2 separate regions of the Ovis aries genome follow, and region 1 is linked to region 2. A link is a contact called in public Hi-C data. All regions are on one chromosome and are shown on one strand. Each heading gives the region's core, a stretch centred on a gene start, on an enhancer-like site or on the middle of the called end of the contact. The rest is flanking DNA. Distances are from core to core; before and after follow the strand shown. Region 1 overlaps MAP3K4 (mitogen-activated protein kinase kinase kinase 4). Region 2 holds the start of PLG (plasminogen).

What was found. A called contact is a pair of places that touch in the nucleus more often than the background predicts.
Region 1: a contact with region 2 is called in a Hi-C map of mixed tissues, with 2.6 times the contacts expected there. The contact joins the enhancer-like site here to the promoter of PLG in region 2. A contact is called at or near these places in 8 of 16 Hi-C or Micro-C datasets (hypothalamus, liver, mixed tissues and 4 more).

Annotation. Positions count from the first base shown.
Region 1 is chr8:84,487,519-84,491,719 of ARS-UI_Ramb_v3.0, reverse strand. MAP3K4 (mitogen-activated protein kinase kinase kinase 4) reads right to left here. Exons shown (of 26, transcript XM_060419877.1): 7 at 1,647-1,763. Among named protein-coding and RNA genes, the nearest start is that of TRNAG-GCC, 94 kb to the left of the region's middle. Within about 2 kb of position 2,504, at least 3 of the 54 cell types and tissues checked have an H3K27ac peak or open chromatin away from gene starts, as enhancers often do.
Region 2 is chr8:84,362,317-84,366,033 of ARS-UI_Ramb_v3.0, reverse strand. PLG (plasminogen) reads left to right here and starts at 1,816. Exons shown (of 19, transcript XM_012183211.4): 1 at 1,816-1,926. The coding sequence starts at 1,878.

The sequences.
Region 1 (4,201 bases), core at 1,255-3,754, 120 kb before region 2:
TCCAATGAACACCCAGGACTGATCGATCTCCTTTAGGATGGATTGGTTGGATCTCCTTGCAGTCCAAGGGACTCTCAAGAGTCTTCTCCAACACCACAGTTCAAAATTAACAATTCTTTGGTGCTCAGCTTTCTTTATAGTCCAACTCTCACATCCATACATGACTACTGGAAAAACCACAGCTTTGACTAGATGGACCTTTGCTGGCATTTCATTAGGATTTCATTAGAATACATAAAATACTTTTGCCACCTGATGCAATTGAGAGCTGACTCACTGGAAAAGACCCTGATGCTAAGAAAGACTGAGAGGAGAAGGGGATGACAGAGGATGAGATAGTTGTATGGCATCACCGATTCAATGGACATGAATTTGAGCAAATTCCGGGAGATAGTTAAGGACAGGGAAGCCTGGCGTGCTGCAGTCCATGGGGTCGCAAAGAGTCAGACACGACTTAGCGACTGGACAACAACATCAGGATAACTCTTGGAGTAGGAATTAGGCTCTTGACTCTCGGCTCATAATCTAACTAAAAAGGAGCAGTGAACCAGGGAATATTTAACACCAGCTCCCCCTAAACTATTATCTTGTGTGGTGCTTGCCAATTTTCTTGGTGTGGATACACCTATCACAGAGGTTTTCAATCCACCAAAAGGACATCACTGAGCTGTGACTTGGGGGTGTGCACGACCCACAGGGGTGCCCTGGAGCCAGGACAGCCAGCCCCACACATCACTGTGTGTGAACCCCCTTTCTCGATCCACCCCCAGTAAACGATCAAAGCACTGTAAGAGCCATCCTCTGCTTCACCACCCCAATGACTGAACTCGCTTATTCTGAGTCTACCATGTCAGCGCCCAAAACGGCAAGACCTTCTATGAACTGATTCATTCCATTTCTCAATAATTCAGCATTTTCCCAGGTGAGAGCCTATGTAGTGACTTCTTTCTTTAATCCTGGTATAAAGAGATTCCGGTGTTATGAAACCCCAAAATGTGTTTTCTATCAAATGCTGGAAGGTGAGAGAAAACACCTCTAGAGAAGTTAGTTCCGCCTTAGCACTTCCTAATGTTGACTCACAGGGTACTGTTGATAACTGGCCACAAAATAGCTCTGAGTGGCACATAAGCCACAAAAACAGCACTTTAACATGGCTCACCCTCAATACTGTGTGCACACAACTGAAGGAAACACAGATGAACCAGTCACGGTTTCTCCTACTCAAGCTTAAAGTTCAACAGAAGGGGTAAGGTGAGTGTGAAAACAACAAAAATGCACCAAACGTCAGTTAATGTATTCATGGACTACTGCAGAGGCTTTAAAGGACAGAAACTAGTTAACTAAAGACAGTCCGGAACATGCGAATGAATTCTACCCTAGCAGTTCTTAGTCAACTGAAACTACATCGTCTCTAAGGATTAGCTTAAATAACAGTCACCTCCAAGGACAATTTCACATAAAACCATAACTAAGAGATCACACGAAAAGATGATACAGCAGTCACACACAAATCCCTTTAGATCTACAACCCACATTCTTCGAGTCCAACATGATTTGGCCTCAACAAGGGGCATATTATAGGCTCACTGCCAAGGGTAAAACTACATAAGATCAGAAATGGGAGAGGAAAGGAAATCAGCCCCAACCTTATTTCATCTGAAGCACTGCTGTCGTCGGCACTGTTCCAGAATTCTGTACAGCTCTCCTGTAAGCCAGCTTCTAGAAAGCTTCCTGTCGATTTCAGCAGCATTCCTGCAATGTCACTAAGGGAACAGAAGCAACAGACGTAAACCAGAGAAGAAAAACCGTCCCCCCTCAGTCTAACTCTGGAATGAGAAACTGAAAGATTGAGCTGGTATGTCGACAGTTCAAAATCAATGACAGTGACACTTCTCCTTTAACATAAAATCACGATTAACATGAAAAAAAGCAGAAATCGCGATCGTGGAATGTATCTACCTTTGTTCTACTACCAGTTTTCCATTATAAACCTTAAAATCTTAAATTACATTCACAGTAGCTATGTCATTACCACAGGCTACTTTCATCTTAAATGTTCAAAATGGTATAAAGTGGGCTCAAATATGTATCTATGACAAAATATTTTTAAAGGCTCAATAAACTAAATGATAGCATAAGAAACAAAGTGAATTCCTTAAATGCAGTTGCTTTTAAAAACTTCCATCACAATTTTCATAGTCAATGAACATGAACTACTATAATCACTGATGCTTCTCATCAAGTATACACTCTAAATACTAGGGTTAAAAATGCAAACCCAAATGTATAAAGCAAATCTAAATGAGTCCAGCGAAAATTCAGCAGCAGCCTACTGACTTCTATGATGAGAGGAGCTTGGAGCCTAGTGAAACAGAGCAGTAAGCCCACAGCCAGCATCAGATGGGGCAGAAGGTAACTACCAGGGCAGCTCTCTGAGGGCGCGGGCTCAACAGGCCCTGCAGGTAGGAACTAGAACAGCAGAGGGCAGCGGGGTTCTGTCAGGAGGAGCACGGACCAGGAGGAGGGGGAGGGCAAGTCGAGGAAGAACAGGAAGGATGATCGAAGCGCACGAGGGTGTGTTAAGCAGGAGGCGGGTCCGTGAAGAGAAGCTGCCAAGCTGGAAAGAGCAGAGCAGAGGGGAGTGAGACCAGGACGGTAACCCAGCCGTGCCAGGGGAGGCCTCGGACGTCCAGCGACTGTGTGATCGTGCTCTGGTAGGCAGAGAGGGTGGGCTGTAACAGGGACCAAGTGGGAGAACGGCCTGACTAAAAACGTGCCTGTAAAGGGCAGTAGTGTACAAGGACATTCAGGATAAGTTATTCAGCAACTAATCAGTATCTGTTATGGAGTAATGAGCAGCAAACAGAAGAGATAAAACTTCTTCAGTACATGGAGGGGAAAAAGAAGCAACAAATCAAACAAAAAAGAAGACTACAGAGTACTTCAACTATTGACAAGTGCTCTGGAGAGGAAAAATTAAGGAAGAACACTGAGGTGCTCTTGCAGGAGTTTCAACTTTAAACGTGGAGAAGATAACATCTGGCCAAAGACCTGCAGGAAGCGGGGAAGTAAGTCGTAGGAAACAGCCCGAGCACAGGGATGGGCAAGCGCAAAGAGCCTGAGGCAGGCGCAGGCCGGGCCTACGAAGAAAAGGCAGGAAGGCACTGCGGCCGCAGAGGACGCGCAGGAGAGCCCAGGAAAGGAGGATACGGAGCTCGTGAAAAGTCAGACTGTGCCTGGTCTCACGGGCCACTGATTAGGTGCTCTTACTCAAGCACGGAGAACCACTGGCGTATTTTTGAACAGAGGTAAAAATGGTCTGCAAGGAGATCAAATCAGTCCATCCTAAAGGAAATCAATTCTGAATATTCACTGGAAGGACTGATGTTGAAGCTGAAGCTCCAATACTCTGACCACCTGATGTGAAGGGCATACTCATTGGAAAAGACCCTGATGCCTGGAAAGAGAGAAGGCAGGAGGAGAAGGGGACGACATAGGATGAGATGGTTGGATGGCATCACCAACTCGATGGATGTGAGTTTGAGCAAACTCCGGGAGATGGTGAAGGACAGGGAAGCCTGGCGTGCTGCAGTCCGTAGGGTCACAAAGAGTCAGACACGACTGGGCAACTGAACAACAGTAACAAAAAATTGTCTGATGTCCAGTTTAACAGGATCACTGAGAATAAATCTTAGAGGATGCAGGGCAAAAGCAGACTCCTGAGGGAGCTGCTACAGCAATACAAGGGAGAAATAACAGGCTGGGAAGCGGGGAAATGGGCAGTGCTGAGCGGAGGTCAGATGCTGGTTATACCCCAGAGGGATAGCCATGGGGAACTAGAGATGGTGTGTGAGAGAAAGAATGGGGTCAGGGTTAACGTCAAGACGGCTCGAAGGAGCACTGCCGCAACACAACAAACACCCAGAACTAAAACCGTGCAGGTGGGCAGCCCCTCAGCACAGGCAGTGACGAGGCTCCGGAGCTTCTCAGAACACGGGACGTGAAGCTGAAGGCCACAGACTGCGCTGAAAAGGAATCCAAAGGACAAGACAAAGATAAAAGGGAACACTGACAGGTACATAATGACCCTACAAAGAAATTAAATAACAAGAATTGGTAGTGAAATGAAACAGTAACCTTTTCAAACATCTTTTTTTTTCAGCAAAGCTTGACTGAGAACAGAAGATGCAAACAGAAGAAA
Region 2 (3,717 bases), core at 567-3,066:
GCACAATCTAGGGGAGTCCTTCTCTTTGTGCCTGCCCTGTGCCTGTGAAGCTGAGCCCCGTGGGGCCGAGCCGTAAGGGGAGCCTCCCTCCAGCCACACCATCTACACCTAAGCAGCTCATGCCTCTTTCCTCTTCTTTTCCACTGCAGGGAATGAGGCCAGTAGCCACACTCCGCTTCATGTTTGCCCGTGTTCTTATGGAGCTGCTGTACTGTGAAGGTGATGAAGAATCCGTAGTCAGAAGGACACGGAGGGCAACCTTGTTCAGATAATAACGATTGTAGAACCACATGTATTCTTGCAGCTAACAAGAGTTGAAAGGGGGCAAAAAGCATACCACCACCATCCGTAGCAGAAAAAAAGTAGGAAGTGGACATTTATGCCTTTCAATGGTGTTGGCTTCATCCCTTGTGAGCCAAGTGACCTTGGAAAGTTAAACTTGCTCAGCCTGTCGCCTTAAGTGGGGATGATAGTAATATTGCTTGTGTTTGTATTATGATTTTTTTGTTTATTGTTGGCTGTGCCGGGTCTCTGCTGCTGTGCAGGTTTCTCTCTAGTTGCAGCTAGCGGGCTCTGCTCTCCAGGGGCAGCGCATGGGCCTCATTGCCGTGGCTTCTCGTGTGCAGCACCAGCTCCAGGGCACGTGGCTTCAGGCGTTGCCGCTGCCGGGCTCTGGAGCACAGGCTCAGCAGTGGCACATGGGCTCAGTTGCTCTTAGTCCCACGGGCATGTGGGATCTTCCCGGACAGGGATCAAACCCCCGTCTCCAGCACTGGCAGCTGTGTAACCAGGAAGGGTTAATTTCAAATTTACATTGGATCTGCTTCCGTGCCTTTAACCCTTTTTTGTTATTGTAACCATACATAATGGCCTGCGTCAGGGAGATAACCTGAGCCACCCATCTGCAAAGGACTGTAAGGAATTGAGAGACAGAGGAAACGGATGAGAGGATGAGATGGTTGGATGGCATCAAGGACTCGATGGACAGGAGTTTGAGCAAGCTCCAGGAGCTGGTGATGGACAGGGAAGCCTGGTGTGCTGCAGTCCATGGGGTCACAAAGAGCCAGACACGACTGAGTAACTGAACTGAATCAAAGGAAGTAAAACGAACACATTCTCCTGCTTGAGGCTTGACATCCTAGGGGACATTTGCAAGGGCTGAACAGACTTTCTGCTTTGCTTCCTCACCTCTCTGGAGGTGACTCATCATTTATGGATCCATCTTTTATGGATCTGGCAACCAGGCCCTGACAAGACGTCTATTTTGAGGCGCTAGCTTGCCATCTTCTCAGTCAGCCAGGCCCCCCGATTAAAGTCTTTCCTTGCTTCAGCCCCTCATCTCTCAGATTCACTGGCCTGTCATGCGGCTGGCAGAGTGAGCTTGGACTCAGGAACAGGTAGACTCCCAACCAGTGAGCCACCAGGGAAAGCCCAGCACTGCTGCTTTGAAGTTTGAATGAAACTGTGCAGGAGGTCTGGCACAGAAAAGTTCTCAGCACATGGTAGCTATTGTTGTATTTTTTGTTTTACCCAAAATAAATCGAAAGAAGGAAGAGGGAAGGAGAGAAGAGTAAGTGGAAAAGATGGGCTGGGGGGTGCGTTGCGCAGGAAGGCAGAGCAGCCTGGGGCAGCCGGGGTGGGGGCGGGCAGTCTCCACCACTTCCCAGCATCTATTGTAGACTCCGCTGTCAACATTTTGTAAGATCCTCCTGTCCAGATAATGTTTGAACCCTCAGAGCACAGAGGCAGTGGGCCTCCGGGAGAATGATTAACTCCGTGTGATTATCTTGTCTGTGGGTGTGTTTCCTCTCCTGTAAGTCAATAACATCTTGGGACTGGGACACACTGTTTTTGGGACGCTGCTGGCCAGTCCCAAAATGGAACATAAGGAGGTGGTGTTCCTACTTCTCTTGTTTCTGAAATCAGGTAAGACTTATAGATTTTGTTTTTCATTTGAATCAATATTTTTTTTTCCTAGCAATATGTTAAAAATAAAGCCATCATAGTTTTATGGGCAACTTGCCGAATTTAGCTTTTGATTCATCAGATTCCCAGTTCAACATCTACGATGGTGGAATTCTTCAAGAAATAAGGTTCGTTTCCCTTATGTGAATACTGGAGACAAGTGGACAGAGAAAATAATGAATGACGCTTTCAATATAAAAGACGGAGCCCAAGTGATAGTTATTTTAGTTGAAAAAAATAGCCCAGAGTGCTAACAACTCCAAAAGTTGTTTGTCTCTTTGCCTGGTTCTCAGTTTGGTTAAGCTAGACCATTTTTGTTAAGGTTTTTATATACTCCTGACTTACAAATGTGAACAACGAAATGTCTCTGACCACAGTCTTTGACCAGTGTGGTTGTGTCGACTTATTCCCTACAGCTCAGCTTGCTTCTTATGCTGGAGAAACCACAGGCATTGCTTAGTCAGGAGATGTACATACAGTAATTCAACAAATCTCTATTGAGTGCCCGAGGTAGAGTGGTACTTTTTTATCCATCCATACCCACGTGTGTCCTTTAGCATCAACAGTTTATTTAGCTGATACAATGGGTATTGTAGTGGACTTATCCACGCTTTATAAATGAGGAAAGCTGTAGTTAGGAAAATCACATCATTTGCCTATTGACCAAACTCCCAAAGCCAGGAAGTAAAGAAACCAGGACTTCAGTCAGGGTTTTCTGAGAAGGAATTCGATGGGTCTCACTTTTTCAACTTTGTTTAAAATCTTCTTTAAAATATTCTAAGCATGTCTTTGAGGCTCTTTTTTTTTTTTGACAGTTTTATTGAGATATGATTCACATACTATATAATTCACACATTTGAAGCATGTGATCTAATGGGTCTCAGCATTTAGAGTTGTGCAACTATCACGGTACTTTTAGAACATTTTTATTAACCCCAGTCTTTAAAATGGATGGCATCACCGACTCTGTGGACATGAGTCTGAGCAAGCTCTAGGAGTTGGTGATGGACAGGGAAGCCTGGCATGCTGCTGTCCGTGGGGTCACAAAGAGTTGGACATCGCTGAGTGACTGAACTAAACTGAAACTTTAAAAATAAACATAAGGGATGATTCTTGTTGATATATGGCAGAAACCAATACAATATTGTAAAGCAATTATCCTTCAATGAAAAATAAATATATTTTAAAAAAGCAAACACAAGAGCTCTATAAAATATATCCCATAAAGACTGAAATTAGATCTTTTCAAGAGTTCTTTGAAAGTAGAGCAGGCCAGTATAAATGAAATCAAAACAAGAAACTTTCCGTTTTTATTATCCTTTAATTAATTTACCTTTAATTATGTTATTATGTTTCATAGCATATACCTGCTGAGACCTACCTTAGGAGCTAATAGGACAAAGAAATATCCCTAGAAGGAATACATTTTTTATTTGTAGGTTGAAAAGTTGAAAATCCCCATATTTTCTTTCTTTAATTCTAGGGCTCATTTGACAGTGGGTTGTAATACAGTTTATTTAGTGCCTAAGAAATATTAGAGAAATCTTTTCAGTAAGAAAATTATTTTTATATTCTAGACGGAATGTAGATGTATATTGTGATTAAAACAAGTATAGTTTATCAATAATGTGGGTTTTAAAAAAATCACAGTAGTATATGTATGTGCCCCCATGCTTGTGTGCTTGAAAGAAAAGACTTGGCTGTTTGTGAAATGCAAACTGCTTCTCCGCCTCTCACTGAGAACAGCTGTGA